Linked DNA regions of Mus musculus: regions 1, 2, 3, 4, 6 and 7 are each linked to region 5. Evidence: chromatin contacts called from public HiCAR-type, HiChIP or PLAC-seq, Micro-C and promoter capture Hi-C data. All regions are on one chromosome and are shown on one strand. Each heading gives the region's core, a stretch centred on a gene start, on an enhancer-like site or on the middle of the called end of the contact. The rest is flanking DNA. Distances are from core to core; before and after follow the strand shown.

Region 1 (3,470 bases), core at 4-2,503, 470 kb after region 5:
AGTCCACTGTTGCCCATGTGGAACCCATTAGATTTTTAAGGAATTAATTTCCAAGATAATTTGATTTTAAAATTTTATTTCAATCAGTAGCATACTACTATAAAACAAAACAAATGCTGTAGTCAGGAAATACTAATTTCCAGTTATACGATTCTTTCGGAACATGGGAATCAGTAAGAATTTCAAACATTAAGAGGATTACATTTTTATAAAATTCTGTCCCAGGAAGTAGAATGTAGATAAAAGAGGGGGAAAAAAAAGGTGTGATGTCCGCTTTTAGAGAAGTGAGCTTTTTTGTGGAGGGGGCTGGATAACGGGGGGGGGGGGGTATGAAATGGTTACGGGTTTTAGATTCCACTGGATATAGCTATCTTGCTGTGTGAGTACCACCCCGAAAGTTATATATTCCCACAGGTAACCTATTGCAACGTGACTCTCAGGAAATGCTAGGTTGCAGATCACTGGGCAGCACCTGGGGTTTGTTAGTGGACCCAGGTTCTTTTCTGACATACACCTTTCAGCAGTAATTAAGACCTCGCATGAGAGCTAGAGAGATGGCTCAGCAATTAGTAGCACTGACTGCTCTTCCAGAGGTCCTGAGTTCAATTCCCAGCAACCACATGGTGTCTCACAACCATCTGTAATGAGATCTGATGCCCTCTTCTGGTGTGTCTGAAGACAGCAACAGTGTGCTCATTTATGTAAAATTAGTAATTCTTTAAGAAAAAAAAAAAAGACCTTGCATGAGAAACATGCTTCCTCCTGGGAGTATGTTACAGCTGTACACTGCTTAGCATGCTGGGGACCTTAGGAAAGTTGCCCCTAACTCCGTGCGCAAAAGGCCACCCAGAAAACAGGTCCGAGGCTTTAAAAAAAAAAATGCTGTTCATAGAATTCTGGAAAATGGCCACCCCAGCACACTCCCTGGAACCCGAAGGCTGCAACAAGAATCTGACATATCTTCCACCCCGCAGTTTTGGGAAAGTTTGCCCTTGGAGTGATTTCTCCCATTCCCTACTCTCCACTACAAAACCTTCTCAGACTTTGTCCCGCCTCCTCCTGCATCCTCAGACACCAAGCTACAGGTTGCCAACTCTCAGACCAATAAAAGTGTGCTTGTCCCACCTCTGACTTATTTATTATAGAGCGGAGGAGCGGGAAGACCCGGGGTACCTGGAAATGAGCCCTGGGGTTCTCCTCTGCTCCCGCCCAGCACTCCGCCCACTTCCCCCTCTCTCTCCCCCGGGCGAGGGTGGCCCTGCCCCTGCGTCTGGGAGGCTTAGCGGCTGGAGCACCGATTCTTCCATGCTCACTGCTTAACGCCCGCCGAGCAGGTAAGCTGAGCCCAATGTGTTCATTTTTCCGGAGCTGTCGCGGGCCCCTCGAAGCTGAGGGGAGAGAAATGGGAATCTAGGCAGGAGTAAACAGGGCGGCAACTAGGAAGCCCCGCTCACTGGGCTGCGTCGGTTTCCATGACAACGCACAAGCTACAAAAGTTCTGAACTCTGGTCTCCCGCCCACATGCTGGCTGTTGCCCTACGCTGACAACTTAGAAGTCCCCGTCTTGAAATTATAGGAAAACAACCTATAGTTGACCACCCAAGGCTTTAGAAGTCTGCATTGTGCCTGAGGCAGGAGGGTGACAAACTCAAGGCCTACGTGAACAGCTTAGACCTGTTTCAATAATGGTTTCCCAAAAGAATAAGCTCAATAGTAGGATGCCTACCCTGCATGTATGCAGTCCTGGGTTCGCTTCCCAGTACAGCAAAAAAAAAAAAAAAAAAAAAAAAAAAAAAAAAAAACCTTTATGCCCTGACTGTGGCATAAAAGGGAAACAGGAAAGCAACCTACAATGGAGTGCGTAGTCCACCTGTAAACTCCTGGAGCCCGTTGCCAGGACAGTCACCTGACTGCGGTTGCTAGAACTCTGGATCTCCCACTGACTGCAGCCCTACAGCCAGCCAGTAGATGGGGTATTTTTCCAAATTGGAGCGCAATTCATTGGAGAATGCCCAGACCCAACCAAGCCTCGGTTTCTATTCCTAGGAAGTACTAGTTAATCCCTCTTAGATAGATGTGATAGTTTGGTTCTAGAGGTAGATAATTACGAATTAGGTTTTTCTTTACATAAGGTTTGCAGAGACGTTTTGGTGATTCCTTGTTGTGTGTGACCAACAACTTTTGGATGGCATAGGTAGTACCTAAGGCCCCAAGTACATCTTAAATACCACAACGTAGAACCCCAGACACCAACAGAGTTCCCTGGCTTCCCTGTAGAAGGCAGCACGTCCCCACTGAGACCCGAACTGTGCGTGCCTCGCCCTTAGACTTACCGCTTTTTAGACAACCACCCACCCCGGACAAGCGACATGTCTTTCTTTCAAACACAAATAATTTTCCATTTCAGACGCTAGAGAAGAAAGGCTTTGTGAGGTGGTGAATTGTCTAAGATCCCAGCGTGACCTTGGAATCCACCAAACTAAACCCCTTTCCGCAGCGTTACTTGTGGCCAGAAGGAAGTTCCTTAGGTGTGTCTGAAACGCTGGGTGGAAAGTTTTAACAAACAGCTCCTTTGCTTTTCATCCCTCTTCTGCCGGCTAGTTGTCTTGTGCAGTCAAGGTTTTATTCTTCATTTTAGGAAGTTCTGACGCCTGGAGCCATGGATAACTTTCACCTGATTAAGATCATTGGGGAAGGCACCTTTGGGAAGGTGTACTTGGCTAAAGATAAATCAGAAAGCAGTCACTGTGTCATAAAAGAAATCAGTTTGACAAAGGTAAAGTTAAGTTTGAATTTTAGATAACTTTAAGTGGTATATCTAGCTTTAAATTTTGTTTGTTTGTTTATTATGCATATATACACGTGTGCCTGTGTGAATTTATGGGCACCTTGTGACTGCAAGCACCTGCAGAGGCCAGGCAGCATTGGAAGCCCCAGAACTTAATTTACAGGCAGTTCCGAGTCACCTGATGGGTGCTAAGAACTGAACCTAGGCCTTCTGCTCCAACAGTGGGCACTGAGTCGTCCCTCCAGCCCCCCCCCCCCCATATTTTTCTATGTTTGTTTATTTATTTATCTTTACTTATTCACTTTATATCTTGCTCACTGCCCTCTTCCCGGTCACCACAGTCCTTCTCCTGTCCCCCTTCCTCTTCTCCTCTGAGCAGGCAGGCAGCCCCCATAATCTTGCTATAGCATGAAAGCAAATACCTTTTTCACAGTTGTGCATTTTCAGGTTCACCTGATGCTCTCTTCTTTCATCCCCTTGAAACCCTCCCAGGAACATGTATTGCATTCATTCTCTTGGCCTGCTCTCCTCCCACTGAACAAAGGACTTGTCTGCATGCCCTTTACCTAACTTCATGTTCTCATTTTCTTTCTGTAATACTTTGATAGCCCAGGGGGTTGCACTATTAGGAGGTGTGGCTTTGTTGGAGTAGATGTGGCCTTGTTGGAGTGGGTATGTCACT
Region 2 (3,128 bases), core at 501-3,000, 410 kb after region 5:
AACTCAATCACAGGCTCTAGTCTTTTATTAACTTTAAATTGGGGAGCAAGATTTACATAGCTTCTCTGGGTGTACAGTTAGGGGGCAACCAGACCCAGACCATCCTCCAGTTGTTCTCCCTCACTTAAACAAACAAACAAACAAACAAACAAACAAACAAAACAAGGCGTCTAACATGATGTCAGGTGTCCTAAGGTCTGAGGTGGGGGTTGGGATAGGGGCAAGGGGTGGCTATTTAATGGGTTACAGATAGCTCAAGATAGGTTGTATCTGGGCCCTGGTCCTGCAACATCCCAAGCTCTCCACAACCTTTGAGGTTCCAATCAGTTAATCAGTTTGAAGATGTAGCTTTTTTCCTAGAAATATGTTTCACACATGTCATTTTTCTGAGGGAGTACAGCAATGAACCACCACTGTTAGCATGTCTGGGTTTTATGTTGGTGACATGTTTAAATGATGGGCGTCAAAGGTTAAGGCAGCATGCCTAAAAAGACAAACATAGACAAATTGTTCAACAGGAGTTGGTTTTGTTAGCATTCTGTCTAAGCTCCGCCCCACAGTTACCTGGCAATAGCCAGGCTTGCCTGACTCACTATGAGAGGGGCTGCTTGCTACCTCTGCCCTCTTCCCTCCTTTGCTCTCTCTTGTCTTCTTGCTCCTGCTCTGTCCTCTCACCCCTACTCCCCCTTGTCTACATGTGCTCTCAGCCAGCCTCTATTCCTCAACTCTCTCTGCCTTTCTCTGTCTCTAATACCCTTTTAACTCCCTTCCCCATTCCCTGAGTAAACTCTATTCTATACTATACCCATGGGCCTGCGGGGGCACCCCATACCTGACTACACATCCACCAAAACATATTCCTTCTTTCCTTTATCTTTTTATAACACACAATAGGTTTAACTTCACAGAATTATATCCTGCCTTGAAAGAGCAGAGGGTTATATCCTCAGTTTTCTTTTTCTTCTGTCTCCTACACTTGTTTGCATTTCACAAATGCATATATAAATGCACAGAAAGGGCTGGGCATAGAGTTGTAATCTTAGCACTCAGGAGGTCAAGGAAGACTGCAAGTGAGTTCTAGGCCAGCCTGTGCTACGTAGCAAGATTTTCAATAAAATAACAGCACAAAGGTAGATCTCAACTTAAGATTTTGTTTGCAAAGTCGGGCAAGTGGTGGCACACGCCTTTAATCCCAGCATTTGGGAGACAGAGGCAGGTGGATTTCTGAGTTCGAGGCCAGCCTGGTCTACAGAGTGAGTCCCAGGGCAGCCAGTGCTATACAGAGAAACCCTGTCTTGAAAAACCGAAAAAAGAAAAAAAAAAAAAAAGGTTTTGTTTGCAAGCTGTGCAAACACGAGACACCTAACATCTGAGCTCATCATCTCGCTTGCGAGGTATAATCGCAACCTAATTCTGTTAAGCAGCTCCAAAGATCATTCGGGAACTTGTCCTCAGGGAAAGCAATGAGCCTTATCCCTAAGGAGCGCACCAGCATTTGACAGGTGCAGTCACTGCGGTCCTTTGGCTTCCTCTGGGCTGTGTCTGAAGACATGTCCTGACTTGTCAAGCCTGGTCCTGCTATATCCTGAGGATTCAACAAGCCCGCTCCAACGGCGTCATCCATCCAGTTGGGAGAGCTTTGTTCGATTTTGAAATTTCTCGCCGGCTGCCAAGTCTCTGGATTCTGGGACGGCCCCGCCCCTCGCCTGGGCCCCGCCCCTCCGCGCTCATTGGTCCGTTCAATCCACGCCGGCGCCGAGGCGCGCTCATTAAGCGATGGCAGAGTCCAGGAAACGCTTCCTTGGCAGGGCTGCGAGGAATCCCTTGCCGGTGACCCGGGACCTGCAGCTGCCCCCGACCAGGCGAGACCAGCCGGCCTTCCGAGGTGAGCGATGGCACGGGGCCTCGGCCGCTAACTCTCTCTGAGAGCCCAGGCCGCTGCCGAGGGTAGCGCGTGGCTCGGCTCCTGCCGGGGCCAGCGGTTTATCTTCGGGGTCTGAGGGCGGGGGCGGGGCTGCCCGGACCCCCGACTGCGCCTGCGCGCGCGCTCGCTAGCTCCCGGGTTCTCCTATCTCTGTGCTTGGAACGTGGAGGTGAGGCTGGGACTGTTTGCATGATGTCCTGGACGTTTTGGAAAAATGGAGTTGAATGGTCTGCAGCAAGAATGTGGAAAACTTATGTAAGTTGGTCAGAATTTGGCGACTGGTATCAGATCTCTCTACACAGTTGTTTCTGGAACCCTATATTGAAATGTGTTCCCTGCAATTTTCACTCGATTAGGACATTTGATGCTATTTATTTATTTATTTATTTATTTGGGAGGATGAACCTCAGAGCTTTGTATACGCTAGGCAAGTATTCTATCATTGAGCACAAGCTAGAGTCCTGAGAGGAGGGAACCTAAACTGAGAAGATGTTTCCACAAGATCAGGCAGGCTGTAGGCCAGCCTGTAGGGCATCTTCTTAATTAGAGATTGATGGGAGAGGGAGGGCCCCGCCCATTGTGGGCGGTGCCACCCCTGGGCTAGTGGTCTTGAGTGCTATTTAAAAACAAAAACAAACAAACCAGGCAGAGCAAGCCTTGTAGCTACACTTCTTCATGGCACCAAGTTCCTGCCCTAACTGCTTTTGATGATGAGCTAACTGTACTATGGAGATATTAGTAAATGAACCCATTCTTCCCCAAGTTGCCTTTGGTGAGAGTGTTTTCATCACAGTAATAGTAAGCCTAAAACAGCACCTTGCATGTAATTTCTGATTCATGGGATCATTTGTCTAAATTGAGAAATCTCCTATTGTGTTGTTATAGGAATAATCTCTTTTCCCAGGGAGGAGACACTCCACACCCTTAGTGGTTACTCTTTAAAGCTCTTTAGTAGAAGTTGTTCGCTCTGGCTAGCACCCAAGGAAGAGCCAGCCCTGAATACGAGACTTCATTGGCTTTTTAAACACTTTAGACTGGTGCTTTCTTGTCGCTTTGGTTTTTGTTGTTGTTTTGAGACAGGGTTTCTCTGTAGCTCTAGCTGCCTGGAACTTGATCTGTAGACCAGGCTGGCCTTGAACTCAAGAATGTCTGCCTCTGCTTCCTGGGGTAGGCTTGTGCATTTTACACTACTCTCATCCTTAAA
Region 3 (3,107 bases), core at 29-2,528, 430 kb after region 5:
TCCCACCCATTGAGATTTATTTATTTTTATGTGCATGTATATCTATGCACCACATGAGTGCAGTACCCTCAGAAGCCAGAAGAAGGTGTGAGGCCCCTTGGAGAAACTGACAGTTGTAAGCTGCCACAGGGAGCTGGGAATTGAACCTGGGTCTGTCCTTCCCTCCAGGGATTTCCAAAACCAAGTCATTTTTGGTTGTCAAGCTAGTGGTTCACACACGTAATCCCAGCAGAGGTGGCAGACCTGTGCTTTCCAGGCTGGTCTAGCCTTCGTAATGAAAACTATCTCCAAAAATAAAACAGATGGGGAGACAGCATAGTGAGTACCGGCATCAGTTGGTGGACAGAGAGAGCCCCGAGACACAACAGCCCCAGCAAAGAATCAAGAGTCCCAAATGTGGACAGTGCTGCAGCTGAGGAACCCTGATAGATTCCTCTCCTCTCCTCTCTCAATGCTACTTAATGACTTACACTGCCTGATAAACCACCTATTCCAGCAATTGACTTGTAGGTTTCCAGTGTCCCTTTCTACCCTGCCTCCCGCCCCCTCAGGGTCTAGTTCCCTGCTTCCCTGCTGTACATTTGACTGTAGCCTGGTTGGCCATTGGACCCTCTGCCTAACATCTTGGGGGTGTCTGGGTCTGCTGTCCTGTGATTTGAATTTCTTCTACAAACATTAGTTCCATCTGGGATCAGTAGGGAAGGGGAGAAGGGGAGGGTGGGGTGAACAGTCTCGTCAGTTGAGGCCAGATTTTGGTCTCATTCCTGCCTTTTGTTCCTTTATTCTGCACCCCTAAATGTTAACACTTGAGACAGTCCTGACTTGCCTACCAGGAACTTGCTCTGTAAACTAGGTTGGCGTCCAATTCTGGATCTCCTGCCTCAGCTTTCCGAATGCAGGGATTACAGACATCCTACCACGTCCTGGTACAACTAGAATCTTAATAACTTTCTGCTATTTCCGGGAAGAAATACACATTTCAGAATGAGATGCATTATTTTGGGGTGGTGCATTATTTTGTTTTTCACTTTTTCCAAAGTCATACAGTAAATGCTAGCAGTGTCCCTGTGGAATTTATGTTTGTTGTCTGTCTGCCTAATCTGGAGCAATAACTCAAATTACTGGGGGCACCGGTTCAAAACGTTAGCAATATCCTACCGCAAGGTGGCAAAACAGCTTTAAAACAGCTCTTTGGGGCTCAGCTACTCAGAGAACAGCGCCTAGGGCCAGACCTCAACAGTTTCCTCTGCCCACAGCTAGGGGCACGCCCCGCCCACGCCCCGCCCACTTCCCAGGCCTCGCAAGGAGCGGAGAAGCGACGCACGCCGCTGGGAGGTGGGTGAAGGGAGCTGTACGGGTCGGCCGCGGTGGAGAGAGGAGCGGGTGGAGCCTCTTGCCCCCCCCCCCCCCGCCCCCTAAGCCGCCGGTCGGCGCTCGCCCGCTGCGGGGCGACGGCCAAATGTGGGCGCATCACTCAGCCCGTAGGCTGTGCGCCCCAGTCGCTGAGTTCGGTGCGCGCATGCGCGTCGGAGACTGCTCGTGCGGCTGAAGCGGAGCAGCTTCGGGAGGGTGGGTGTTTTGGTAGGGAAAGGTTGGTGGGTCTCCAGGGTGTGTGTCCTGGGATCTCTGTCTAAACTGACCCCGCTTCTGGGCACTTGCAAATCACTTTAGGCTCTTTTAAACAATTGGTTTATCTTTATTAAAGGCGTATTTGTTTATAAACACTGGAAGGAACCCATCAGCTTTCGCCACACCTAGTGTAATAAGGCTTGTGTTTATGGGTGTAATACTGGCTATCGAACACATGGAGATTAAAAATACTAACTTGATTTTTCAGTCAAGGAAAGCCTGGTTGCTCATCAGTCATTTTGATAGCATAGGTAAAAGTCCTCAGGCACCAGGAACAGGAAAAAAGCAATTGAAACCAGAGACCACTTAAGACCCCTGTGAAGACCAGTGTGAAGGGCTTGGTTGTTTTCTTCTAGGTTTTTATTGGTTGGGGGGGGGGGGGAGCGGTGGGGGGACAGCCCCCATTTGTAGCCCTGGCTGGCCTGAAACCCATGGTGTGAATTAGTTGACTTTGGACTTAGCAGTGGTTACAGGCTGTGATTCACCAACTTCTGCCTCCTGAGTGTCATAGGTCTGTTACTTGTGTCTGGGTGTGTTCAAATGCCTCACTCCTGGAAACACGGCGTTGGATTTGGTTATATGGAGGATTTGTTGCTATAGTCTCCTGGTAACTCTGTGATAGACTGGAAAGCAAACTGGAAGGCACAGTCTATTTGTTTGGCTAGTTTTTGAGACAGTGGCTGGCCTGAGACCCATGGCGATCATCTTGCCTCTGCCTCTTAAGTGCTAATCTTACAGGTGTTGACTACCCAACCCCAGCTACGGACTAGAAGCTTTGCAGGTCCTAGCAGGGTTTGATCTTCGATGTTTGTACTACATCTTGTGCTCTACATTTTACAGCTTGTGGGTGGTTTAAATAAATAAATAAATAAAAACAATTTAGCTTTGTGAACGGAAAAAAATCAAGTAATTCATGCCAGTATTTTTCCTGTGATGAAAAAAGTGTATGAGTTCTAAGTGTAGGCGTCTCCCACAACTTCTATCCCACCCGTGTAGTCCAGGGTCTTTAACATGTTAGGCAAGCAGCTACCTCGGGTCTTCCTGAGACTGTGTCTCTTGTGTAATTGCTTCTTGTGTATATAGCTTATGTGCCAGAAAAAGTGTATTAAAAATCATGCTGCTTTTGTGGGGGAGACATGGGAGTCAGACTGTGTTTAAATATCCATTTTGAATCCTAAGAAACTCCAGCTCAGTGGATCCAACGTAGAGTGTGTCTTCTCTGTTTCACCCCACCCAGCCACACTCCAATGCAATCAATCAATCATCAAACGAAGGCTGTACATATGACTCCAAGGCCTTACCTTTCCATCTGAGAATCATTATGTCATTCAGTTCATACCAGAATCTTGCCTCTTCCGTATTTGTTCCCTGTAAATGTGTCCTTGACGATAGGTTAATTCCCCAAGGTCATCACGCCCCTGCGTTTCACCGTTACGCCCTCATCTTCCCTACTGTTGACGTGGTCCCTGTGTACCCTT
Region 4 (3,424 bases), core at 307-2,806, 380 kb before region 5:
TGTCATCTCCAGGAAAAGAGCCCTATCAGCCCTGCCACCTACTTCGAAGTAGACTGTCCCCTACACGGCTGTCAACCACAGCTTCTATATTTCCTTCTCAGAGCGAGTCAGTTTCAGGGAGGGAGTCTTTCATAAGCAAGGGCAGCGTCTCTGTGAAGACGCCCCATGAACCCAAATTCTCTGGCCAGGGGACGTTCCTGCAGGCTCACATCAACTTCTCCAGGTTAAGATGGCTCTTGCAAGCTAGGGTCCAGCTCTACCTTGGACTCCCAGAATTCCACTCACGCTTTCCTAGCCTGTGCATCCCTGAAGCTCTAGCCGGCGGTAGAGTGCCCTGCTTAGTCGCTGTGGACATCCAGGTGCTTGTAATTAGACCGTGGGTCTAAACTACTGTGGTTCTTACCCCGCCATGATCTGAAAGAAGGACTGCAAATAGCAACAGTTGCTTTCAGGGGTCTGGATCCCTGGGCTGTCTCAGCACAGACCCTTGTCCCATGAAAGACTGCCCTCATGATGTCCCATGGCAGAGCTCTTCTCCGACCAGGCCTTGGGTCAGGCTGGAAAAGCCCCAGCGAGGCTTCTAAGGGAATTCCTCTTCCCTGCCACCAGTGACTCCTCTGGAATGACCTTAACATAAAATGCTGCCAAATGCCTGAGGGGTGAGTTGCTTCTTCCAGGTCCACCCGCGGACCCACAGGGTCAGGAAGGGATCGGGAAGGGCAGTCGCCCCAGTTCGTCCTGAGAGATCTGGGAGGAAGATGCTCTCTCCGGCGGCGCAGGAGAACTCACTAGTCACCTGAGCAGGAGCGGACAGTACCACCTCTGGAGCGCCTGCCCTGTTCACCCAAAGCAGCTCCCCGAGAAAGCCAGGCGAGCAGCCCTGCGCCCCGCGGTGCAGCCCCTTACCCGCTTTGCCACCCCAGAGGCGGCAAAAGTTCCTCCGGAGCGCGGGCCTCTGTTCAAGGTGCTGAAATGAGTCTGGGGCAGCTTGCCGGAACCCCGGGGCCGCTCTCTGCTCGCCCTACCCGCCTCCCCCCTTCCCGCTCCCGCGGGGTCAGCCGGAGCGCGGCCGATCGCCTTCCCGCAGCTACTCCGGGCGCCTCGGTGCGGGGCCGCCGCCGCCCCCTTACCTTCTTCTTGCGGTCACGGGAGCGGTTCCGCCGCTTCCTGTTGGATTCCTCCTTCTCCTTCTGCTCCTGGAGGGCCTGCGCCTCGATGTCTTTGATTTTCTTCAGCTGTTTGGCCGCCTGAGCCATGGCGGGTCGCGGCGCTCGGTCCCCGCCTCCCGGGCCCGCGCCCTCTGCGAGCCGGCGGCGACGACACCCTCCCGGGGAGAGCCGGCTCCTTCAGCTGCGCAGGGCGCGAGCTTCTCCCCGGCGGAGGCGAAGGCTGCGGCGCCCGGGGGCCGGGGCGCGGGGCGGAGGGCGAGGAGAGGCCGGCGCGCGGCTAGCCGAGCCCCGGGGTGGCGCCTCCCGCCGCGGCCGGAGCTCGCTCGCCCGCGCCCCGCACCGGCTCTGGGCTCGCCGCGCGCCCTCGCCGCGCCCGCCCGCCCGCCCGGGCCCCCCCTCTCCTGCGGCGGCGGCGGCGCGGGGGGCGGGAGGGAGGAGGCTCGTACTGCGGCGCGGGCCGCGGAGGGCGGACTCGCGGGCTCGCGGGAGGAGCGGGGGCAGCTCGGTGCGGCCGCCCCACCAGGCTGGGCGCGGGGCGCTGCGAGCCGGCGCTGGGTCCCCGCTGCAGCGGGGTCCCGGGGTGGGGATCGCGGGGCGCCTTGGGGGCGACGGGAACAAAGCGGGGCCGTTCCGCCCGGGCCCGGCGACCCTGCGGACCGGCGTGCCTGACGGCGGCGGAGAAAATGCCAGCATCGCCTGGCCGAGCTGCGGAGCGTGGGACCGGGGCACCGCTGCGGCACGGACTCCGCTAGCGCCGAGCCTGGCCCGGGCCGCCCTCCGGGAAGGGCCGGGGCTCCTGGAGGAGAGCTTGATCTGCCCCGGTCAAACCAAGTGGGCCTTTCCTTTGCATCTTTACCAAATATACTTAGAATACGAGTCCAGCGTCAAGTCCATTCTTTTTCTTTTCGCTCCTTTTGGACGGGAGTGGAACTGGGTCTCCCCATCAGGGACCGCCCACCCTGCAATACCAGGTCTCTCTCCACCCTCCCTCCGTAGGTACTGTGGTCTGGACCGGTGTTGGGCTGCTGTAAAGAACCTTACCAGCTGGGGGTCACGCAGCTACCAACGTAGACTGTGGGAACGGGGAACCGGCTTAAGCTCATTTCACCACTCAGTCATGTGACAGGCGGGGAAACTGAGGCCCTGACCTATGAACATTGCCCTTTCAGTCTGGTTGGTGCAGCTCCCAACCTCCTCCTTCCCTATCCCACAGGATGCTAAGGACAGTCTTGAACACTGGTGTTTGAGTCTTGGAGAAGTTATTATGAAACAGCCTGCTCCCTCCTGTCCTCTCGCCCGCCCCCCCCCCCTCCCGAGCCTGTGCAGGTTTGAAGCAGCTCTGGTGAGGAGCAGAAGGAGTAGTACTAGGTACTGTTCCCACCCCTCTTTCTCACAAACACATCTCGCTCAGTGATTTCCACTTCTGTCTTCCCCACTAGGCCCCTGACAGAAGGTAAGGTGCTGGGTAACCACAGGGGTCTGACAGATCTAACTGCTGTCATTTCCCAGGGGTGAGTCCTGGGGCTTCTCACTGCAGGCAGAACCACAAATACCAGTCACACATGCAACTTCAATTGTCATGTAGCCACTTTTTTTTTCCATGTAAAGAAACTAGAAGATTGATTTTAAATGTATTTTTAAGCCTGTATATCTCCCAAGCCATCGTTTCAACATGAAGTTGATATATTATTGATGCGATTTTACATTATTATGCTGAGTCTTCAGAATCTGGTCTATTCTTGTCTGGATTCAGATGAGGCGTATTCCATCACCACCACAGGCCCCTCTCTCGATAACACACCTTGGCTGTAACCAGCCTGCTCAGAAGGACACCCTCTGGAGCCCCAACCTCATGTCTTTGGCATCCCACCGCTAAGTCCCTTGACTGTAGTCATGAATAATATTTACAAACTGGTGTAATTATTGTTACTTCCCAGAGAAACGTCCTTTTTGTTCCAAGATGGAGATCAAAATATGCTCTACTATCTACAAGGACCTGAATGGTCAGCCCTACCCTAACCTCCAATTTTTTACTCCAGGCCTTTTTGGTACCCATGTGTCATCTAAATTCCCTGGGGCCATCTGCATCAGGATCTACATCCCTGCTTCCTCTGTTCAGCCTGCTCTGTCCATACTCGACCTTCACACACACACACACACACACACACACACCTACACACACACACACACCCCTACACACACACACACACACACACACACCCCTACACACACAAACACACACACACACACCCCTA
Region 5 (3,572 bases), core at 388-2,887:
ACAGGGCTGAGTTGTGTAAGTGATGGTAGAGAAACTACTGAACTACAGGGTCAAGTCAGGTGGTGCTTCCAAGTGGACACAAGCTTCCATCCGTAACAGGAAACTATCTCTAATTGGCATCCACTTGCAAAGAAAACAAAATGGTTTTCTTCAATGGAGTCTCCATGCCCAGCCATAGAGGGACAACACAAAATGAACTCAATGATTCTGACTTTGGGCCTTTTGTTTTGTTTTACTTGTGTTTTGTGTGTATGTTATGGACTCTGTGTTTATGTGTCTACTCTCCTCGTACTTCCTCTTTATTATTTTTCTTTTTTTAAGTTCTGGTTTGTTTGACTATTTGTATTCTAAAGAGAGAAATAAAGAAGGCATGGAGTCAGGTGGTTGGGGGAATCTGGGAGGAGCTGGGGGTGGGGAAACATGACCGGGATATAGTGTATGAAAAATTATTTTCAATAAAAAGAGTTAGCGGTAGAAACATCAACAAATATTTCCAAAAAGGCCATTTGTACATAACCAAGGCACAGTACCCTCAGATTCTACGTTGCTCTAGTACTAGTGTACTAGTGTAGTTTACTCAAATCTCCTCAGTTGCTTGGTTGTGTTCAATAGCCCTTTTGTTTTATCCACAGTCCAACTGAGACTCACAAAAACACTTTAGCATTACATCTTTTTGTTCTTAAACCCTTTTCTTCATCTTTCATGACATTGAAGATTGAGCAGTTGCTTCGCAGAACGTCCCTTAATTTGGATTTGCTTTCTCGCCCATAGACAAATTACATGCTTTGTTAAGAATACTGACTCGTGGGCTGGAGAGATGGCTCAGCCGTTAAAGGCTAGGTTCACAACCAAGAATATAAGAATATCGACTTGTGTCCCTTTCTGTGAATGACAGGGCACCTGAAGTTAGCTTTAGTCACTTGGTGAAGGCGATTTTCTGGCTGTGAAGGTCCTTTCCTCTTCAGTAAATAATCCGCGGAGTGAGTGAGTCCTGGGAACCATCGGGATCTCCTTAACCGTTTGCTGGGGAATCGGTTGTCACTAAGGTGGCTCTAAAGCAGTGGTGTGTTCCTTGCACAATTCCTGCGACATTGATTTCTCTTCTAAGAAGAGCTCTCTCTCCATCCTCTCTCTCTCTTGAATTAACTTGCATGCTCTAGAAGCCCGCAGTCGCCTAACCTCTAGGGCCTGGGTTTTCTCTCATCGTTCCAACTGAGAAGACTCACATTTTAAAATTACAGTTGACCTGGGACGAAGTTCCCATAAAGACCTGCAAGTCATCCACCATAGAGAGGGTGGCAGGGTCTGGGAGCGACACTCTGGCTGGCAGCTCGCGTCCGCAGAGCCCGCCCTGGGTCTCTGCTGGCGCCCTGCCCGCCCGCGCCCCTTCAGGGGACAGTAGCTACGGCTTTGGCACATTCTCGCGAGAGCCGCGCCTCCCGGCCCAGCAAAGGTCCTCAAAGGCCTTTCGGCCATTTCCACACCACCCCGCGCCGGTCACCCGCCAGCAGGGCCCCCACTGCGCCCGCGCACTCGCCCGCGCACGCGCAGCCGGACAGTTGGCCTAGGCGCCCGCCGCGGGGCCCCTTGCACGTCTGGTCTGAGGCGCGGCGCCGCGCCGCGCGCACTCGCGCTGGGGGACGACGGGCGCGCAGGCGCACAGGCGCGGCGGGGGAGCGAGGTCGCGCAGGCGCAGACGGCGTTGGTTCGAGAAGACCTTCAGCGTTGCCTTGGTGGAGCGGGACGGGCCCACCCTCGGGTTGTAGGTGAGGCGACCGCTGCCGCGGGCCGGGTGGGCGGATGGCCGGCGGGCCTGAGGAGCCGGCCGAGGCCACGGAGGAGGAGCTGAGGGGCGCCGACCTAGGGCGAGGCGAGGCAGGGGAGACTCCGCTGCCCGGACCCTGTTGGTCGCCTGAGGGCGGGAGTCGCCGCCCTGGGCCGGCCGCGACCTTCCGCCGCACCCGGCGTGCGCACTGGCGGTCTGCCCGGGGCCAGGCTGGAAGGCGGGCGGTTTCTAGAGAGGACGAGTCCCGGAACCCCAAACCTACACCCGACCCTGTCCTCACCCCGCTGTCTGGTGTGTCCAGCACTTGTCAGGCGTGTCTTGCACTCCCGACGGCCGAAGGGTGGATGCTCTTCATGCATCTTAAAAAGCAGAAACAAGGAACAAAAGAGAAGCTGTCTCCTCTAGTTAGTGCCTTTTGTCGTCCTCTCAGGCTCTAATGCAGCCTCAGGGCATGGTGCATAGCTGTCTTGTAGCGCTAAGATGATTGTGAGGTTGTAGCTTGACTCTCGAGTAACATGGAGTCCGGGTTTTCTCGATTTTTTTGCTTGATCATACCAGCAGTGCATTTCCCATTAGAATCATGGGTCCGAGTAAGGGACAGTTTGGGCATGAACGACTTCAGTTATCCACTTGACTTTTGCAAAGTGATGATTTTTGAGAAACAGTGGATCAAAAACGCTAAACGCAGCTTGTAAATAGCACTTAGACATTTCGACCACCTTGGTTTATTTTCTCCCTGATCAGTATGAAAACCTAAAACTGTATAAACGTTTCTGTCTGAATACGTAAGACCTGTGTTTCCTCCCTCCTAGAATGATGGCAAAAGATTTACATTACTACCGGGACTGTAAAATTACCCTGCTAGTGGACTCCAAACTCTGTAACATAGAGCAGAATTTTATTATAGATTGATGTAGAACATCAATACCACTCATTTGCCTTGACTCCTTAACTTTTCCTTTTGATTGATGCCTTGGATAAAACCCGTGGCATCAATTATAGATCCTCTTCTATGTAAGATAAGTGCTTTACCCATACGCCATCCCCATTTCTCTATAAATTTTGGGTGTGTGTGTGAACTTGTTTATGTGGTGTATGTACACGTTTGTGTGCACATCCGTATGCATGTGGAGTCCAGTGGTTGATGTTGGGTATAGGTCTCCTCACTGAACTGAGAAGTCTTCCTGTCTCCGCACTTTCCCTACCCCAGTGCTGTGTGGGTCCTCATATGCAGTTCCTCATGCTTGTGTGACAGACACTTTGCCAATTGAGCCATCTCCTTTGCCCCGACTTTATATATGTTTTTTTTGTATGCTCTTTCCTCTTAACTTTATATCATAGTGTGTGCATGTGACAGGTACAAATTTTCAATGACTTTCCAGTTAGGACATAAGTCTTGCTGAATATGGTGGCACACAGCTATAATCCTAGCTCCCCGGAAGCTAAGGACTATCATATGTTGAGAGAGGTCAACCTTGCTACACAGTAAGTTTGAGGTGAGCCTGGGCTATAAACCAAGGCCCTGTTTATTTATAGGCAAAAGCCTAGCAGGAATTGGATTAAGAGTTGGACTGACTGAGTATAAATATACAGGGTAGTTATTTAAATGATTTGCAAAGTGTCCATAGTTCAGGCATAGTGATCGTAACTGGAAGATGTGTTCAACCTGTTGATCTGACACAACTTCATCTACAAAGTTCATGGTCAACAACTTTGTCATCTATTAAGGTCACGCAGTCAGGCTTTTTTTTTTAATTTTTATTTTTATTCAGAGTCTCATTATGTA
Region 6 (3,228 bases), core at 451-2,950, 340 kb before region 5:
ATAGTGAGTCTTAAATAACAAAACAAGATAAACACAAAACAACGAGAAGGAAGAGATTACTCTGCGAGTAAACACCATCAGACGCATGGTTCAGGAAGGTTCCTGAACAGAGGGCAGAGGTCCCCAGGGATGCTCAGGTGGCTCCTCCTCAGTCACTCAGTTACCAGAGCTGCTGAGCACCAAACCTAGGCACTCAGCGAGCTGCAGACCACAGAATCCAGTACTCAGTTATGCCAACACCCTTTAACTGAGGATTCAGACAAAAACCTAGGCAACATTAGGTGAAAAGGAAGGCCTTCCAATAATTAAGATTTCCTGCAAAGCAAGAAGAGATCAGGTTAAAGAAGCGCGTTTACATGCAGACGTGACTATGGATAGATAAACCCCATATCTGCAGAGGTGGCCAACCTTTCCCCTTCCTGTCTTAGTGAGTTGTGTTCATTCCCAGCCCTTTGGGGAAGGAAGGGTCTGTAGTGATTACTTCTCTATTTTCAAAGACACACAGAAACTACTCTAAGGAACAGTGTGTAAACCTACCATCTGCGTCGTCTGACTCCTCCTCCTCCTCCTCTTCCTCTTTAGACGGCCTCTTGGAGGAGGACTGACACCTAAGGATGTCCTGTGAGGACAGGCAATGGAAGTACCCTCTGGGGAAGAGCTCACTCTCCTCCTCCTCCTCCTCCTCCTCTTCCTCCATCTCAAATGTAGGCTCCAGTCGTGGCATTGGTCTCTCAGAGTCAGAGTCTTCAAAAGGCTCATCTAACACCTCCGTGGTCTCAGAGATGGTCTCTGTGACTACACTGCTATTGTGGTGTTTCCGCTTGCGGACTCTTCGTCTTCGGTGAAGAATCGGTTTCTATGTAGTAAAGAAAGCAGGTATTTTATTTATAGTAATGAGCTTTTTTCCCTGCTTTAACATAAAAGTTTTAAAGCTTTGCAGAACTAACATATTTAAAACAAAGATGCAGTTTGCCAACAGATACTCTGGTAAAGACAAAGTGTTAAGAACACAGAGATGTGTGTGGTCAGTGAGGTGGCTCCACAGGTGAAGTTTCCTGTGCAAACTGGGCAACCTGACAACCTGGGATCAACCTTGGATCCCATATACAAGTGGGGGAACTAAATCCTTAGAAATGTCCCCTGACCTCTACACACCCACCAAGTGCAAGCCCACCAACACATACACATGTACTCTTACACACACTCACGCACGCACGCGCGCGCGAAGGGAAGGAAAGGGAAGGGGGAAGGGGGATGGGGGAAAGGGGGAAGGAGGGGAAGGAGGGGAAGGGGAATGGGGAAGGGGGGGAAGGGGGAGGAACAACAAAATCCGCACAGATTTTGGGCACTAAGGCCCGCTCTGATATGAAGAGCAAGTGTCCAGAGAGCACATGGTGTTGGTGCATCTTCTCAGCTCATCGACATTTTACACTTTACAGCGCCACCTGCTCTAATGCTAAAGTGCCTCAGAGACTACGCCCTCTACTTCTGTTCAAGAGCAAAAGGAATAGAAACATTCCATCTTATACATCACCATGCATTAGCAGATCAATAAATGTGCACGCCATTTGGGGAAACTAGCTAGAGCAGAGCACACAAACGCAGAGCAGAAATGCATTCACTTGACAGAGAAGAGAAAACAGCAGCACGGCCTGAGACTTGGCGCACACAGCACACACTGACACGGGGCTGACCTAATAGCTTACATAACACAGTGATGTCACCAAGCTACAGAGACAACAGCCCAGGAATGACTGAATCACATCCTTGTACAGAGGCTAGAAAGGTTAGCACTTATGCAAGGTCATACATCTAGGCCATAAAATAATCCTGAGCGTCCTTCAGTAAATTTTAAGACTGTCTAAGTACTTTGCATACAAGTTCACTGGCTGTTACAATATTTTTTGTGTGTTTTCTACACATTTACTTTTTTATTTACAATTACTTTTTAAATTTTATTTATGTGTGTATTTATGTACATGGGTACTTTGTCTGCATGTTCATCTGCACACCAGACAGTGGTGAGCTGCCATGTGGATGCTAGGAATTGAACTCAGGACCTTTGGAAGAGCAGTGAGTACCTTAACCACTGACCCATCTCTCTAACACCCAATACTAGTGTTTTTTACACAAGAAAATAGCATACTTGTTTTACCACATAAACTGGAGAAATAAACCCTAGGATGGCAAAGATACATTCTTTTGTTTTTGTTTTTGTTTTTGTTTTTCCAAGACAGGGTTTCTCTGTGTAGCCCTGGCTGTCCTGGAACTCACTTTGTAGACCAGGCTGGCCACGAACTCAGAAATCCGCCTGCCTCTGCCACCACACCCGGCTGCAAAGATACATTCTTTATGATCATGCAATCAACAGGAGAGTTAATCACTTTAATTTTTCTCTACTTCAAAATCTACTGAGAATTTTCAAGTTAGAGTAAAAATAGCTCTGCTCCTTAGAGAAGGGCTGATTCTGCAGCGGAGGCAAGAAATATTTCAGATAAATTTGTAGGACCTTGTACTATCAGAAAGCACTTAAAACAAAAGAAACTCGCCATGACGATGATACTGTGAGTATAAACAGGAGCAACACAACAAACATGGCCAGTGCTGGATGGGAGGCGCTAAGTTTAAAACAGTGCTACAAACTCAAGTACCAGGTCCTTTCTAATGGCGACAGCAGAAGGGACCTATGTAACCTATGCAGGTGCTCTGCTGCTATAGTGAGTAGCCACACCCAGGCTAAGCCCGATCTGCACTCATGCCTTTCCTCTTCCCCAGGAAAAAGGGGAAACAAAGTAACAGCAGCAGCAGAGAAACCCAGGAGGGCCAAGGCCAACAGCAAAGTGGAGTCCTCTACCTGACTCCCATATGCCACACAATACAATACCCACCAGATGATGTGATGAGACTAGTGCTTGCTTCTCTGCCTCCTTTGCCTTACTCTCAAATACATTACCTCATTCTAGTTAATGATGGATAACAGATAAAATACTTGAACTCACAACCTTCAAGGTCATACTAAAGACAATCAAAGTCTGAGAAATTCACAACCCAGAAGAGAATAACTAACATAACATGGAAAGTTCGGTGGGATCCTAAGCAGAGAAAGGCCACTGAGGCCAACGAGAACTCTGAATAAAGCATGGTCTGTACTAAGTAACGCCTATGTTGAACTGTGACGAATGTGCCTCACACAGGCACAGAGTCTGGAGCTTATGAGAATTTTGTGTT
Region 7 (3,535 bases), core at 360-2,859, 380 kb after region 5:
AAATGAGGTAACAATTATGCTATTTTTAATGCTAACCAAATGCTAAAACTAAAAACTTACAAAGGAGAAATGGATATGACCAGATTGTGGACAAACTTAAGAAAGCAGGGGGCTGGAGAGATGGCTCAGTGGTTAAGAGCACTGACTGCTCTTCCAGAGATCCTGAGTTCAATTCCCAGCAACCACATGGTGGTTCACAACCATCCGTAATGAGATCTGGCGCCCTCTTCTGGGGTGTCTGAAGACAGCTACAGTGTACTTACATATAATAAATAAATAAATCTTAAAAAAAAAAGAAAGCAGGCATCAAAAACATTGGTATGAAACAGTTACTCTTTAGACATTTCAATAGCTTTATTTTCTACACTGAAATACTCTTGAGTCCTTGTAGAACTAGCAAAACAAGAGGATGACCTGTTTCACCTTAGCATTTTCACCTGCAAGTGCTAAGAACACTACACTAACGAAGCAGAGCCACTGAGGTGACTCAATGGGCAGCTGTGCTCCCCACCAAACCTGACCACCTGAACTCAGTGCCCAGGACCTCCGTGGTGGAATGGGGAGAACCAATTCTTGCAAGTTGTCCTCTGACTGACTACATGAGTGCTGTGACACAGCTTGCCCAAATGAATGAATGGATGGATGAATGAATGAATGAATGAATGAATGAATAAATAAATAAATGTAATAATAATAATTAGAAGGCAGTAAACTGTGAGAAGTCACAGACATGGCTCGGTGGGAGGGGGAGAGAACTGGTCAACCTCAAGGACAGCACTGCGCTCCATCTGATGTTTAACCCTGCAAAGATAAGACAAGCCCCCTCACCTCATCCTCTGTGACATCGCCTTGCTTCTCTTTAATCTTATTAGCGATTGATTTGGATAACTCCACCATTTCCTTAGCCTGGACAGAGAAAAGACGAAGAACCTTCTAAGAAAATATACATCCGCGATCATCACGACTGAGTGTGAGTGGGTATGGGACACATACCTTAATCATCAGCTTGCTCAGGTCTTCAAAGGCCTGAAATGAGAAACGGGGTTTGCGATGCAATCATTTTAAGGAATTAAGATGTTTTAAGGCGATGATGCAAACAGAAATTTTTCTTACAAATATCAATTTATTATTAATTATATAAGCAACACATCTGCCTCATTTTAAAAATCTACGCTAAGAAACTGTGAACTTCCTCAAACTACTACCAAATTTTTCATAGATTATTATTTACTGTTCCTAGATACATAAGAAAATCTGGACCTGGGGTGTGGTTCAGTGATAGAATGCTTTCCTGGCATCTGTGAGGCCCTGGGTTGTGCCATTGCTAACACACACACAAAGGCACAGAAACATTGAGTTAAAAAATCACTGTTTTTTTGTTTGTTTGTTGTTTTTGTTTTTTTCCCTGCTAGGAGATTAAAAAACAAAACAAAACAAAACAAACAAACAAAACACTGTATAAAGCTTTCCAAGTTGAAAATGACAATACTCTGCTGCAGAAATTTTTGTTTTGTTTTGTTTTGACATAATTATTTTGGTTGAAAAGCAGGTATGACTTGACAGAGCCTTAGCCTCTGAACCATGACACTCACAGTTTTGCACGCAGTGGCTACTGCACAAAAAGCATGAGAATGCCACCTGAACAGATGAAACAAAACCACTATAGCAAGTGTCTACTCCAAGGGCTTCCTCAAACTGATTCAGATACGCTTCTAATAAATTATTTCAGGTTATTGAAAATAACTGCAGAATTTCTCAACTCTCACTTAGATGAGCACAGATACCTATGTTTTTTTGAATACCAATTAAGAACTTGTCATTAAATGAAAACTCAGTCCACACACTGCTCTGACACACAGCTGTGGCTCTGATCAGCTATGCCAATCTGCAGGAAAGTACCCCCGCCTGCAAATTTTTTTTTTTCTTTTACTCAAAGAATAGTGTAAGAATAGTCATGTAAGATCCTTATGGGCAGCTCACTAAGCTAACACTGAGAACAAAAGGAACGTGCACACACCTCACAGGAATTTCCTCAGATAAACAAAGGCTTAGGCACCGGGTTCTTATCAGCAAGGGCCAGCAGATGCAGGAAGCCCTTTGTGGGAGGCTCCGGGCACCAGCCATGAAACTGAGTCAATGCTAACATTTAAATCACACACCAACCTAGTTTTCAAAACTAGAACAAAGACACAGGGTGCAATCTTGGATTTTTGCACGGACTACACAAACTATTCATAGATTTATTTTACTTGTGTAAGTAAAATCAGTATGAGAAATCCCTGTTGTATATTTTCAAAAATACTAAAATTCTGAGTGTACACAGAATACATCCTTTATCAGTTGTGTTCAATAAAATAAATGTAAATATCACAGTGCCTGAAAAGAACTGGCTACAAAGCACAAACAAAAGATTCCTTGCTTTTGTTTCTATTACTATTATAATCTATAGAATCCGTAAGCTATAAAAGGTGTGGGTAGGCATGTAAAATAAAAACTTAAGCTAGACAGACCCACACGCCCATCCAAGTAGTATGTCCCCCAGTTTGTTCTACCTTCACATGACAACTTTCCATTTCAACTGTGTGGAAAGGGCAGCTGTCTAAAGGCACAGGTACCTGTGTGCTGGTCTGGTCTGCAGCGACTGCAGCCCCTGCTCTGGCCATTTGTTCATTGCATGACTGACCACAGATGTCTGAGTTTTCTGTCTCAGTACTAGAGATTGTAGACCTCTGCATAGCCTGCCCTTCTGCCTGGTGATGCCAACACCTATTCATCTTTCTGGTCTTCAATCCCATCTTCCTGTCTTTAACGAGTCTTCCTTGTCCCCCACAGACGTTAAGGGCCATGTCATGGGTCTTTTCTGAGTCCTGACTTCTCTCTTTACAAGGTGTGTGGTGATGTCAATAGCACCAGTTTGCCCGTCTACCCAGTCTGCCCCCACAGTAATCACAGCTCCTCATGTAGGTCTGCAGTGTGGATAACAAGAACTATTTCCTAAACAGATCAGGCTCTGCACAGAATATGATGTCTGTGGAGAATTCATTAAGGTGTGAGAACCCATGAAAATGAAAATAACTTCTTGAAATGGAATAATTTATTTCATAATTTAAGAACTTTATTTTGAGCATCTCAACAATCTCCAGAAAAAAAGGAAATCAAAGAATGGAAAACAGGTCACTATTCCAAACCCTCTCTGAAAGTGTGAGCACAAAGGGAAAACAATGTTAAAATAAGCCAAGCTGAGGGAGATCTGTAGGAAACGGGAGACCACGGAGCTGTAGGCCTGCTAAATATATTCCAAATTACAGAACGGAACCCGCCAAAAGCTGGAAGAGGATGTTTAAGGATTACCTCAGAAATGTTTTTATCGGTTTCTTTTCTTTTTTCTTCAAGTTTCCTTTCAATACCTACAATTCCAACAGCTCTTACTCTTCCTGGCTGGGGAAAAAAAAAACAATAGAAAAAACAAGTAGCTCATAAAACACACAAAACGGGAAGGAAACAAAACCCTCTGTAAACTACACTGAGTTTTCAA

What was found. Promoter capture Hi-C pulls out the DNA fragments that hold promoters and counts their contacts. Hi-C and Micro-C count contacts between places; a contact is called where the count stands out from the background. HiCAR-type assays count read pairs that join an accessible place to other places. HiChIP or PLAC-seq counts read pairs in DNA pulled down with a chosen protein or histone mark.
Region 1: a contact with region 5 is called in a promoter capture Hi-C map of embryonic stem cells, with 2.4 times the contacts expected there. The contact joins the promoter of Nek5 here to the promoter of Vdac3 in region 5.
Region 2: a promoter capture Hi-C map of the HPC-7 cell line shows a contact between it and region 5. The contact joins the promoter of Ckap2 here to the promoter of Vdac3 in region 5. A contact is called at or near these places in 22 of 39 promoter capture datasets (the 3T3-L1 cell line, the C10 cell line, the HPC-7 cell line and 13 more), 1 of 15 datasets of contacts at CTCF or cohesin (large pre-B cells), 15 of 484 Hi-C or Micro-C datasets (CD8 T cells, the G1E-ER4 cell line, Th1 cells and 8 more), 20 of 115 datasets of contacts at active chromatin or transcription factors (the 230-238 cell line, the NIH/3T3 cell line, the SCID.adh cell line and 12 more) and 4 of 9 other capture datasets (adipose tissue, embryonic stem cells, liver and 1 more).
Region 3: a contact with region 5 is called in a promoter capture Hi-C map of second pharyngeal arch cranial neural crest. The contact joins the promoter of Nek3 here to the promoter of Vdac3 in region 5. A contact is called at or near these places in 9 of 39 promoter capture datasets (the 3T3-L1 cell line, cranial neural crest, embryonic stem cells and 6 more), 5 of 115 datasets of contacts at active chromatin or transcription factors (the 230-238 cell line, bone marrow-derived macrophages, embryonic stem cells and 1 more) and 2 of 9 other capture datasets (adipose tissue and embryonic stem cells).
Region 4: a contact with region 5 is called in a Micro-C map of embryonic stem cells, with 3 times the contacts expected there. The contact joins the promoter of Ank1 here to the promoter of Vdac3 in region 5. A contact is called at or near these places in 2 of 39 promoter capture datasets (cranial neural crest and hematopoietic stem and progenitor cells) and 2 of 484 Hi-C or Micro-C datasets (both in embryonic stem cells).
Region 6: a HiCAR-type map of fibro-adipogenic progenitors shows a contact between it and region 5, with 3 times the contacts expected there. The contact joins the enhancer-like site here to the promoter of Vdac3 in region 5. A contact is called at or near these places in 2 of 39 promoter capture datasets (cranial neural crest and macrophages), 1 of 15 datasets of contacts at CTCF or cohesin (the NIH/3T3 cell line), 1 of 484 Hi-C or Micro-C datasets (CD8 T cells), 1 of 115 datasets of contacts at active chromatin or transcription factors (fibro-adipogenic progenitors) and 2 of 9 other capture datasets (adipose tissue and liver).
Region 7: a contact with region 5 is called in an HNF4G HiChIP or PLAC-seq map of pancreatic cancer cells. The contact joins the enhancer-like site here to the promoter of Vdac3 in region 5. A contact is called at or near these places in 16 of 39 promoter capture datasets (the 3T3-L1 cell line, the C10 cell line, the HPC-7 cell line and 10 more), 1 of 15 datasets of contacts at CTCF or cohesin (large pre-B cells), 10 of 484 Hi-C or Micro-C datasets (CD8 T cells, the G1E-ER4 cell line, Th1 cells and 6 more), 12 of 115 datasets of contacts at active chromatin or transcription factors (the NIH/3T3 cell line, bone marrow-derived macrophages, embryonic stem cells and 9 more) and 3 of 9 other capture datasets (adipose tissue, embryonic stem cells and liver).

What each region holds. Positions count from the first base shown.
Region 1 is chr8:22,122,850-22,126,319 of GRCm38.p6, reverse strand. Nek5 (NIMA (never in mitosis gene a)-related expressed kinase 5) reads left to right here and starts at 1,253. Exons shown (of 19, transcript NM_001347318.2): 1 at 1,253-1,334; 2 at 2,639-2,776. The coding sequence starts at 2,660.
Region 2 is chr8:22,184,441-22,187,568 of GRCm38.p6, reverse strand. Ckap2 (cytoskeleton associated protein 2) reads left to right here and starts at 1,750. Exons shown (of 9, transcript NM_001004140.2): 1 at 1,750-1,885. The coding sequence starts at 1,777. It overlaps Gm29878 (a long non-coding RNA gene), which reads right to left and starts at 1,541. Exons shown (of 2, transcript XR_378798.3): 1 at 1,490-1,541; 2 at 417-484.
Region 3 is chr8:22,164,606-22,167,712 of GRCm38.p6, reverse strand. It overlaps Nek3 (NIMA (never in mitosis gene a)-related expressed kinase 3), which reads left to right and starts at 1,278. Exons shown (of 16, transcript NM_011848.4): 1 at 1,278-1,335.
Region 4 is chr8:22,972,968-22,976,391 of GRCm38.p6, reverse strand. It overlaps Ank1 (ankyrin 1, erythroid), which reads right to left and starts at 1,556. Exons shown (of 44, transcript NM_001110783.3): 1 at 1,131-1,556. The coding sequence starts at 1,256.
Region 5 is chr8:22,591,878-22,595,449 of GRCm38.p6, reverse strand. Vdac3 (voltage-dependent anion channel 3) reads left to right here and starts at 1,637. Exons shown (of 9, transcript NM_011696.2): 1 at 1,637-1,766.
Region 6 is chr8:22,933,108-22,936,335 of GRCm38.p6, reverse strand. Kat6a (K(lysine) acetyltransferase 6A) reads right to left here. Exons shown (of 18, transcript NM_001081149.2): 17 at 538-856. Among named protein-coding and RNA genes, the nearest start is that of Ank1, 40 kb to the left of the region's middle. Within about 2 kb of position 1,700, at least 53 of the 459 cell types and tissues checked have an H3K27ac peak or open chromatin away from gene starts, as enhancers often do. A contact at or near this core is called in fibro-adipogenic progenitors, where this site is marked.
Region 7 is chr8:22,207,760-22,211,294 of GRCm38.p6, reverse strand. It overlaps Vps36 (vacuolar protein sorting 36), which reads right to left. Exons shown (of 14, transcript NM_027338.2): 6 at 3,352-3,438; 7 at 994-1,026; 8 at 829-906. Among named protein-coding and RNA genes, the nearest start is that of Vps36, 17 kb to the right of the region's middle. Within about 2 kb of position 1,609, at least 25 of the 459 cell types and tissues checked have an H3K27ac peak or open chromatin away from gene starts, as enhancers often do. A contact at or near this core is called in the G1E-ER4 cell line, the HPC-7 cell line, adipose tissue and 2 more, where this site is marked.